Linked DNA regions of Gossypium hirsutum: region 2 is linked to region 1. A link is a contact called in public Hi-C data. All regions are on one chromosome and are shown on one strand. The core of a region is the stretch at or near the end of the contact, and the rest is flanking DNA. Distances in the headings are between cores, read along the strand shown.

Region 1 (5,558 bases), core at 1,194-3,693:
CTTGGGGTTCACCAAGAGGGTTCACGAGGGAAGTTCGCGGTCCTAGCTCGTATATACCAAGGAGATTGCATGTGGGGCTATGAAGTCCAGCAAGGAAAGTTCGTGGTAGCAGCTCGCATATACTAAGGAGTTCACATGTGGGGGCTATAAAGTTCACTAGACAAACCAAAACAATGTACGTGTCTAGCATGCATAAAATTTAACCCACGTATTATAAGGCATAAAGTTAAGTTATAGATAATAACTAAATATATATAAATATCATATTTTTGAAGGGAAATTTATTCTAGTTGGTATAAAAATGTAAGAATATATATTATATTATGTCAAATCCATAATATGGGTTGAAAAAATTATGTAACAAATATATTTATTAAAATTTTATGTAAAAATCAAATGATATGACATGATAAAGTTGAGATGTTGAAAACCATGTTGTCTTAGATTAAAAGTTTAATCATGTGTATTTTTCTAGATTTTATATAAAAATATAAAAAATACATAAACACCTTTTATAATAATTTTCTTTTTTTTTCTTTTACTTTGTAAAAGGAAAGAGGTTTTAATAATTCCACAACTGGTTTGAAACTCGGTTGATGAGCAATACTAACTTAAATAATAACTAGAAACTCTATCCCACGCATACATGTGTGGAAACCATATATTTAGAATACAAATTTGTGTTTCAAAATAACATGCAATATATAATGGAATGTATAGTTTGAAACTAATTAATAATAACATATGAAATATGTATGATATTAAAATAAAAAATTAGATTAGATTATAAGTAAAACAAAATTTAAACATATAAATATATTAGATTAAGAATACTAAATAAATACAATTATTTATCATGATTATGTCGTCAATTGTAAGTTGGTGTCAAATTAATTTGTGACACAATCTAAAAAAAAAACATTATTAATATATATAGTTGATGAAAATAATAAAATTTACATAATAAAATTAAAATATATGAAAAGTTTAAAATAAAACTTCAATTGAATAATAAATTTAAAATTTTATTAATGTAATTGGCGTGAGTTCAAATATTCACATTTTTTTCCGTTAAGCACTATACGACCTTAGTTAACGTAACTACCCTTAATATATGATTTCCGACGGTTTTAATATTTGAGTCTCGGTATTAACAATATTTTTATTTATATCTATACGACAATCTCTTATGTATGGAGATGAATTTTTTTAAAAAAAAATTGATTGATTCATACGGTGACTTTTAAAATATTTAATTTTTTTATTTAATGTCCATTTGTTTACATGTAAAAAGTTTTACAGAAAATGTTTTCTGTATTTTTCTATGTTTGTTTCACAAAAAATAGTTTAGTCAATGGAAAATGACTTACAGATCAAGATAAAATAATCAAGCTTAATATTATTATACTGATAATAATCTTTATTTTTATTTTAAAAAATATTCAAAATATTATATTTTTCAATATTATTAAACATACATATTTAATTATTTATATTTAGTTATATGATAAATTGTTAATATAATAAATATAATTTATTATTTTAATAAATTATTTAATATTTCTATTTTATTTTAAAAATAATAAATTTTAAATAATATTATTCACATATTATTGAAAATATTCCATATTAATAATTCAATAATAAATATTTATTACAATTATAAATATATTAATAATAAATGTTTTGTAGTATAAATGTTAAAATATGTCATAAGTCTATGTACACTTTACAGATTTGTAGTTTACTCTTTGTACTTTTTATTTTCAAGAATTTTGTCCCTTTATTTTTCAAATTTAAAAATCAAGTCCAATTGTTGATATCGTTAATTTTTTTTTGTCAATTTTGTTGATGTCACATTTTTAAAAACAAAATACTCACTTAATAATCATGTAATTAAAAAATGACGTTATAATGAATCTGAATTTAACATAATATTTTTAATATATGCAAAAATAATGTAAAATATAAAATTATAGATAAAAATAAATTCAATTAAACAATGAAAAATAAGAAAATCTCAAATGTATGTTTATTTAATTAAAAATAATTTTTATGAAATATTTTTAAGAAATCTATTAAATAACAGAAAATATTTTATACAAATTCCTCTAAACACCAGAAAATATTAACTTTTTTAAAAATAATTAACTTTTTCAGAAAAATAAATTATTTTCCAAAAATCTTTTATTTTTAACGAGGGAATTGGAGTGGGAACTGAAAAGGGGAAGACCCACGAAAACAAGTTGATAATCATGTGGTTCTTTCCTTCGCTTAGATTACTTAACGGAAGATGGGGTGTTTGCTAGCTGTATTGTGGAGGTTATATTTGGATTTTCATGTGATTCATTTCTTCACTTAATAAATTAAGCATGGCCAATTGTCCAGATTTGTTGATTGGTCTATTTCAAATGCCTTCTTTCCTTTCGAAAAAAGGAATAAAAGGGAAGGGGCAGATGGAATATTAATGCAACTCAATTATTTGCAAGAGAAAAACAAACAATGTGGTCCCTATTGTTGTTTCTTTGTTTCCTTTTTGTTCTAGTTATGGAGAGATCTATTTGTATCAGTGTAAAATTTAAATTATTTTATTTTTTATAAGTTTTATATCATTAATATTTTAATAATTTTATTATCATATTTCATACTTTATTCATATATATCATGAATGTCAAGTTTAGCCTAAATTGAAAGTATCTAATTATTCAAAAAAAATTTAACCGTTAAATATATATTAATATTGATAATATTTTAGATTATATAATAGAGATATCTAATTAATTCAAAAATTTAGGCACATAATAAGTACAAATATCTTAATAAATTTAACTGTAGATTAAAATATTAATTGTATAAAAAGTTATAGAATGATATAAAACTATTTAAGTTTTACATATGTGTAAGTAGATATCTCCTTTTATATATATATAATTTTTATTTAATAAAATAAATTTATACATTGGGAATATTTTTTTCTATTAGTACTAAATTGAATTGAATTGTTTTTTTTTAAGAAAAAAAGAAAAATATTGTTACTGATGTGAAATGGTAAGTCACATCAATTGTATTTATTATCCATTTAATTCGTGATTAAAAATTTACTTCCTTTAGTGTTTCCTCCACATCAGACTTTGCCTAGAAACAAAGAATTCAGAATATTCTATGTCAAGAGAAACTGTGCTCTTTTCGCTATATTCCTAGATAATCAAAACCAATTTGCTAATTGTTTGGCCAAAAAAGTCTTATCTACAAGAGTTTATTTGCAATTTTTTGATTTCCCCTAGCTAGAGTTGGAAATTTCTTAGAAATGGACATGTTCCAGGGGTTCTTTTAACTTTTCAGATCCTTCGGCTATAATTAGTTAGTTATTTTTTTTTACTAGAAAAAAATTACTTCCTTTCCCATATATAATTATTTCATATTACATTTTTAAAAAAAAATTTAAAATAACTTTTGTGATACCAAATTCAAAAATAAAAAATAATAATTTCTTTCTTTTACTTCTTTTTATGTTATTATATATATATTATAATATTTTAGGTTCTAAGTGACATGAATACTTAATTTATTCACTTGTGGCATATATATTGTGGTGACATTTGGTAATTGTGTTATTTACTTTCAACTTTTTTTATTTAAAAATAGAATATAATTTTAAAACTATAAAATATTATTTGAATAATATCAATAATTTATAAATTTGAATATTTAAAATACTTAAATTATACACTCTCTGAGTTTATAAAATTTTAACAATTAAAAATAATGTCATATTAATGTATCAAAATTTAATTTTACAAAACTATTAAATATTTGAAATTTTTAAATAATATTATTTCAAACATATATATTATTTATATATTTAAAATAATTAATTTTATTATCAATTAAAATTATGTAGGTGAGGATATCAATAACAAAATTTATTATTTAAGTATAAAATTAAAACCAAAATTTAAATAATAATTAAAATAAAATATTTGTAGCTACGTAAAAATTTGCTTTGGTCACTAATTGAGGCGATTATTTGAAAATTTGAAAACGGAATTTCGGTTTTAAAGAGAAAAGGAGTCGCCACCAATCTTTTTTCCTAGATGTGATCAGACACCTAATAAATCCTCTTTTTTTTTAAAAAAAATTATATTTGAACAAAAATGAAGGCCAATTTGGGTCTACGTGAAAATCCAGAGAAAAATAGAGTTCCGGAGTCGGTTACGCACGAGAAAGGTATTAGCACCCTCGCGACGCCCAAAAATTGGTATTTTGTTAAACACGCGTTGTCTTAATTCTCAAAAATACAAGTTTAATTTAATATTTAATCGCGATCCGATTGAAATATGAGAATTTGAAATTTTTGGTTTTTTAGAAGGACGTCTCGTTTTTAACACAAGCCAATTATATTCACCCAACATAGCGATGAAATTAGCGACTTAGTGTTGAAATCGGTACGTTGCCTTATTTATTGAAATTAATTAAAAATAAAAAAATATATATCATTTGCAATAGAAATTCGTAAATAATGCGAACGATGATACAATTAATGAAAAATATTAAAATATAATATTAGAATAAAAATAAAAATAATATTCACGATAAAGAAAATAATAATAATAAATAATATTTTAATAATATAATAAAAGAAATAATATATTTGTAATAATAGTAGAAAATACTAATATGTACATGAAAAATACACATGTATATATATATGTTAATAATGATGATGTGTTAATAAGGACGATAATAAATAATAATTAGCAATACTAAATTGACTAATAATAAAACAATAAATAAACACGAAAGAAAACATATAATATAATAATAACAATATGAACTTAATTAATTTAACACTAAAATAAAATTAAAAGTAATAACATCAATACGTTAGATTAATAATAAAGTAAAAATAATGATGATAATAATGTATTAGGTAATAATAATGGAATAATAATAGTAAATATAATAATTTTAAACCAATTAATTTAATTAAAATATTGAATATAACAAAAAGGACTAAAATGAACCTAAAGTAAAAGTTCGGGGCCAATTCAAAAATTAATAAAGAAGAGAAGGACCAATTTGGGCATACGGATAACAAGGGAGGACCAAAATGGGCAATATCCCCTCCTCCCAAAACGCACAGCACTAAGAGGGACCAAATTGAAGGTCAAAATAAATTACGGGGTAAAATTATAAATAATGAAAAATCTAATTTCAAAACAATAAAAAAGCAGAAGGGCTAAAAGTGCAATTAGCCCTTCCATTAAAAACACGTGGATCCTACGCCTGGAGCGGGTCAGATTCGGGTCGGCCAAGGCAAAACGACGTCGTTTTGGGTGTTAATGACCAGCCCCAAAACGACGTTGTTTTAAGGGGCTATAAAAGTCATGTTTTTGAGAAAAAAAAATCATTTGTTAGCCTGAGGGAAAAAAAAAGAGAGAGAAGAGAGAATTCTCTCTGGGCTAGGCCCAACTCCGGCCAGGAAGGCCGCCGTTGCCGCCGCAGGTCCGCCACCACACGGTGGCTAGAAATTCGAAAAAAAGTAAAATTTTTTATTT
Region 2 (5,558 bases), core at 1,809-4,308, 50 kb before region 1:
CAATTAAATAATCATCTCAACCCAATTCTAATTCCGTTAAAATCATAATGGCTTTACTGTAAAAGAATCTATGAGAAAATATATTTAATATTTCTACATTCAAAAGTTCACTATGACTAAATGATTTATTTCCATTTTCGAACTTTATTTAATTCGAAAAACATGAATTTATTTCAAGGTCATTTTTATTTTTCATTTTGGAGAACACCACATTCATTTTCAAATGATTTCATTTCTCTATTTTCATTTTGGAGAAAACCATAATCATTCCAAATGTTTTTCATTTCTCCATTTTCATCCTTTCTATTCATTTATGTTCATTTTTTGGTGTCAATGAGCTAGCGGAGGGACCAATTGGACATATGCGATTGAGGCTGAAGTGATTTATAATTAGGTTCTAGCTTTTTGCCTATTAATTATAAACTCATTTAGTCACAAAGCCATTCCACTATAGTATTATGACTGGGCTCTCCCCAATGACATACCATTACGAAAGTAACTCAATCAGTGTTCATCCAATGACCTTATCATAAGTGTGTTACCCTCATAGAATAAACTTAATCTCTTTGGGACAATATTTCTTCTCCCAATATGATCCTATTTTATCTTATGTAACCATTACATCTTCCTTCGTGAAAAGTCAATTACTATTAAATAATAATCAAGTCATTCATCACAAAGACAAATGACCCATGGTCACGTTTACTTTTCATCAACCATGTAATGCTAATGAGAGGATTTCATTTACTCATGTTTCGAGCTATGAATTCCACTATTGTGAATAGCGTTACATATTGCAAAAGTTGTATACCTAACACACCGGTTTCCCCTTTTTTTTATCTATTTGAGCTCAGGCTTTTCTTATATCAAAGTATACAAGTCATGCATACATAGTCCATCATCCACTCAAGATTTAGGTTTGTCACACTATAAACATCACAAATAAATAAATCCATAAACGAATTTAGGATCTATTTTTCTTGGATCTTGTCCGATATACTATCAATCTAGTCAGTCACATTTGTCTCTATCTTCTAGGAGTCATCCACTCTGATGTCCAATATAAAGCATCTCCCTAATTGGATTTGATAGATAGCATATTAGTTTTTCAATTGGCTTGTTCATTTCCAATTAAACTATGTACAGGTTTGTCTACTAATATAAGTTGTCTTTTGGTATTATAATTTGACTACGTAATACCGCTTAGTAATAGTTTAAACATTAGACAATCATTGAGCAACATTTACATCTATTTTTCTTTGCGTGCAAAAATTACATGAGGACAATTATACAAATATATATTAATGTAATCAATGAATTCTTTTATTAACCAATCTATTCGAAAAAATTACAAGTTTACAAACAAATATACTACACTAGGGACACTAGATCCTACATATGAAGCCTAGCTCAGTGAGTAATTCCACTATCTTTTATCACGAATACAACAAGTGGTTCACACAATATCACTCCAAGTATAGAGATCTCACATTTTTACCTGAAGACTAGAACACTCACTTTAAAACCCTTCCCTTGAGAACTTGTGCAGTAAACACTTAACAATGTTTACAATAACAATTTGCGCTCTCTCACAAAGCAATTCCTCAATGAACAAATTAGAATTCACTCAATCAACTCTTGTTACATAACCTAAACAAGCTTCAAGCATATATTAATTTTGGCTTGCTAACATAGAATCTAAATGAATACAAAATAGCTTTTAAAAATAGCTATTAAAATCTCAAAAATCACAGTATAATCAATCGAAGATCTGATTTCCAAAACAACTACATAGTCTTCATCGATTCTCCATGTTCTAAAGGTTGATTTGATTCACTCAAATCCAATCCAATCTTTAGATTATTGAAGATTGGCTTCCATAGATGGACTAAAGTATGTTTAATAAAACAACACATAATCAGGTCCAAAGATTTTTTTTTTCATTTGATTGGCAAACCAAATAAGGCAAGTAATAAAACTACTTTAGTGGCAATTTACAGTTGGCACTAAGGGTGAGCAAAACTTAATTTGATTAAAAAATTGAAAAAAAATTAAATTTCGGGTTAATTGGATCGAGTTATTCGAATTATCCGAGTCAACTTGATTCGAGTTTTGAGTTCGAGTCGAGTTGAATTTCATAATTTGAATAACTTGAAGAATTTGAATAACAGATTGGTGTAAATACCCTTTTGGTCCCTGTCAATTTTGAAAATAAACAAATTGGTCTCTCTCAACAATAATTATAAAAAAAATCAAAATAAGTTTTAAAAATTCAAAATATTTATAAAAAATTCAAAATTTATATTTTTAAAAAATTTTAAAAATTCTAAAAAATATATAAAACAAAGTTAAAAATTTAAAAATTTTCTAAAATAATAATATTGAGAGCTAATTAATGATTCAATTTTATTACTCAAGTATCTTTTTTTTTACTTTGAAAAATTTCAAATATATATAGTTTCAAATTTATGTGCTAGAATTAGTTATACTGTAACAATATTTTTATTTGACATGTTTAAATTTTTTTAATTTAACTCGAAAAAATTCACTCAATTTAATTCGATTCGAATTTTATTTCACTCGACTCAATTAAAAAAAATTCAAATTGAGTTAGATAATAAAATAGGACTTTTGAACTCAAAATTTTTCACTCAATTCAATCAAACACTCACCCCTAGTTGGCACTACTAATAGTTTTTAATAATTTAATAATTTCTTATAACTCTTTATTTTTAAGTAATTTTCTATATTTTTATAAAATTTAAAATAATTATATGAAATAATTTTTTTATAATTTTTAAATACCATATTATTATAAGATACACAAAACATATTACTATTTAGTTGTTTCTGGATCTATACCTATATATTGGATGTAATGTAGGTGTGTTATTGTTATTATTATTTTGAGTAAAACGCAATCTTGCACATAGTCTATTTACTTTTACCAAAAAGAAGATTAAGTGTGATTCTAGAATTTGGTGGCTGTCCATTCGTCTGTCATTTCCAAAAGTGACCGATCGACTTTACCAAGCAAAATCCAAATAGTTACGTATGGCTTATCACATTTAGACCATTCTCCACTTTTTTACAGATCCCCGCACTATGTCGAACAAAATCATCTTCGAGAAACTCAAAATTAAAAAAAGCGTTTTCGAATGTCAGTCACTTTCCCACACGTCAAACATTCCAAAAGTCGTAGAAATCAAGAAATAGTCCCAAAAATTAAAAAAATAATAATAATTTGATCCAAAGAGCTTTTAATGCTAATCTCTTTTTTTAAAATTTTAATTTTTGCTTCTTTTTCAAACTTAAACCTCTCATCTACCTATCTGAAGAAAACATTTTCTTTCATATTCCTTTCTCTTTCCTTCTCCAAACCCATTGTTTTAAAACATAAAATATACTTCTTAAGTTGGAATTTGAAAAGAAAATTACGAAATCGATATACGTTGATCTGATAAAATCAAATCCGTGAACATTTCAAATAGATTGAACATGTGTGGACTATAGATCGGATCCAAATCCCAACAAAAAAAAATTACAGTTTTAATCCTATAAGGGCAGATCTGCATGTAATTTCAATTCAAATGTAAAAGGAAATTAAAGCTGATATATATGTATATATATATTCATGTACATGATGATAGGCACCTTTTTTTAGAGGAAGAAGCATGAAAACCAGCTTTGAAAAACGCATCAACTTCTTCACTGTTAACGATCTCGAAGAAGTTGAAATTTTGAAACAACTTTCTTTTGCATGAAACAGAAGCTGTTCTCTTAGGTTTTGTAGGTGCCGCTGGACATGACAAAACTGGTGGGATCTTGTTTTCGTCTGAGGTTGGTGTCGCACAGAACTCCACGCTGTTGTTTCCGTTCTTGTTTACTTGTTCAATTCCGGTGCCACTTTCATCAGAAGATTGAATAATTTTGAGTTTGGGTAATTTTATTTTCAATGAATCTTGGAACAATTCAAGATCTGTAGACATCATGGAAGGAAAAAGATGAATCTTTTGCTGGTTTGATTTTAAAAATAAAATAATAGATTGAAAACTAAGAAAGAAGAAAAGAAAGACGTGAAAGGGAGGATAAGTGTAAAGGTTGGGGGTGTTGCCTTCTTTTAATATTCTTCTCAGCTTCTCAATAAAATATTTTAATTTATTTCAAAATTTTTATTGATTATAAAAATATGTAAATATTAATATTAAAATATATTTTTATTATTTAGTGTTTTTCGAATAGTGAAGGGGATGGTCAGGATTACTCCAACATGACTTAAATAGACTTGGGTAAGAAATTAAACATTTTTATATTTATGTAATTTTTAAAGTTTTAACTTTAAACTAAATTGAATATCATATATTCATTAAAAAGAAGTATTATATACATCTTTGAGTGATTTACATATTTATGCTGTTTTTTTTTCTTGACATGTTTTAGTACGATGCAAAATGGATCTTGTTCTATCGTTGATCAGATAAATCTCTATGAAAAATACGAATCGGAGTTTGAAGAAGGGGAAGGAGGTATATTTACATTGATATTAGGAGAGAGATTCGTTTATGCTAGTGTAAATCTTATGTAGTTTTATACCTTCCTGTCACATTTATACTGTTAATATTTTAATAATTTAATTATTAAATTTATTAATATATTTATATTTTTTATACATGTAAAATTTTAAATCAATATAATATTTTTATCATGTTAATCTAAAATATTGTCTATATTAATATATATTTAACGATTGAAATTTTTTATTTAAAATGAATATATATAAATTTTTAACTTATGTAAAATTTGATATGCATGGTCTACATGAATAGAGCACAAAATATAACGATTGTATTGTTAAAACATTAATCATATAACAACTTACGAAAAAGTATAAAACCACTTAAATTTTTATACCCGTGTAAATAGATTTCTCTAACACTAATATGATCAAATTATAATAAATTATACCTTAATCCCAACTTGAGAAAAAAAGTAAAAGTTATTTAAAAAAATAACTCGATTGTCAACTCAAAAATCTATATTTATACTATAAATAAAGTGTTTGATTAAGTTTACATAAATTAACTCCAAATTCATATAACAAAAGTAATATATAAATACGGTTATATATATAATTAAAAATTTTAAATTAAAAAAAAACAACCTCTCTTTATACTTAACCTTGAACAATTAAAAATTTAAAATCTCATTTTCCCAACAAAACCAAAATCTCATTAATAAAATTATTTACATTTTTAATTTTACCAATAATTATTATTTTTTAAAAAAAACTATTGATTAAATATTTTTATTTTTTATTTCTTTCACCCACATAATGACGTACCATAGTACTAGTATTTATGTTTTTGTTTAATATTCTTACTATAAAAAGTCTTTTGAGTGACCGAGGCATATTTTTTTTATTGCGAATAAACTCATTTAAATTTTTCTATATTTTTGTATTTTTAAAAATTATTATATTGTTATCTAATACACATTTCTTTTACGACCATATCATTTTTTTTCCCTTTTTATTAATTTTTAAATATAAACTACTTGAT

What was found. A called contact is a pair of places that touch in the nucleus more often than the background predicts.
Region 2: a Hi-C map of leaf shows a contact between it and region 1, with 1.6 times the contacts expected there. The contact joins two enhancer-like sites. A contact is called at or near these places in 5 of 34 Hi-C or Micro-C datasets (leaf and petal).

The regions. Positions count from the first base shown.
Region 1 is chrA05:36,896,801-36,902,358 of Gossypium_hirsutum_v2.1, reverse strand. No RefSeq gene overlaps it. Among protein-coding and RNA genes, the nearest start is that of LOC107904329, 59 kb to the right of the region's middle. Within about 2 kb of position 2,443, at least 1 of the 9 cell types and tissues checked has an H3K27ac peak or open chromatin away from gene starts, as enhancers often do. A contact at or near this core is called in leaf, where this site is marked.
Region 2 is chrA05:36,947,416-36,952,973 of Gossypium_hirsutum_v2.1, reverse strand. No RefSeq gene overlaps it. Among protein-coding and RNA genes, the nearest start is that of LOC107904328, 82 kb to the left of the region's middle. Within about 2 kb of position 3,058, at least 7 of the 9 cell types and tissues checked have an H3K27ac peak or open chromatin away from gene starts, as enhancers often do. A contact at or near this core is called in leaf, where this site is marked.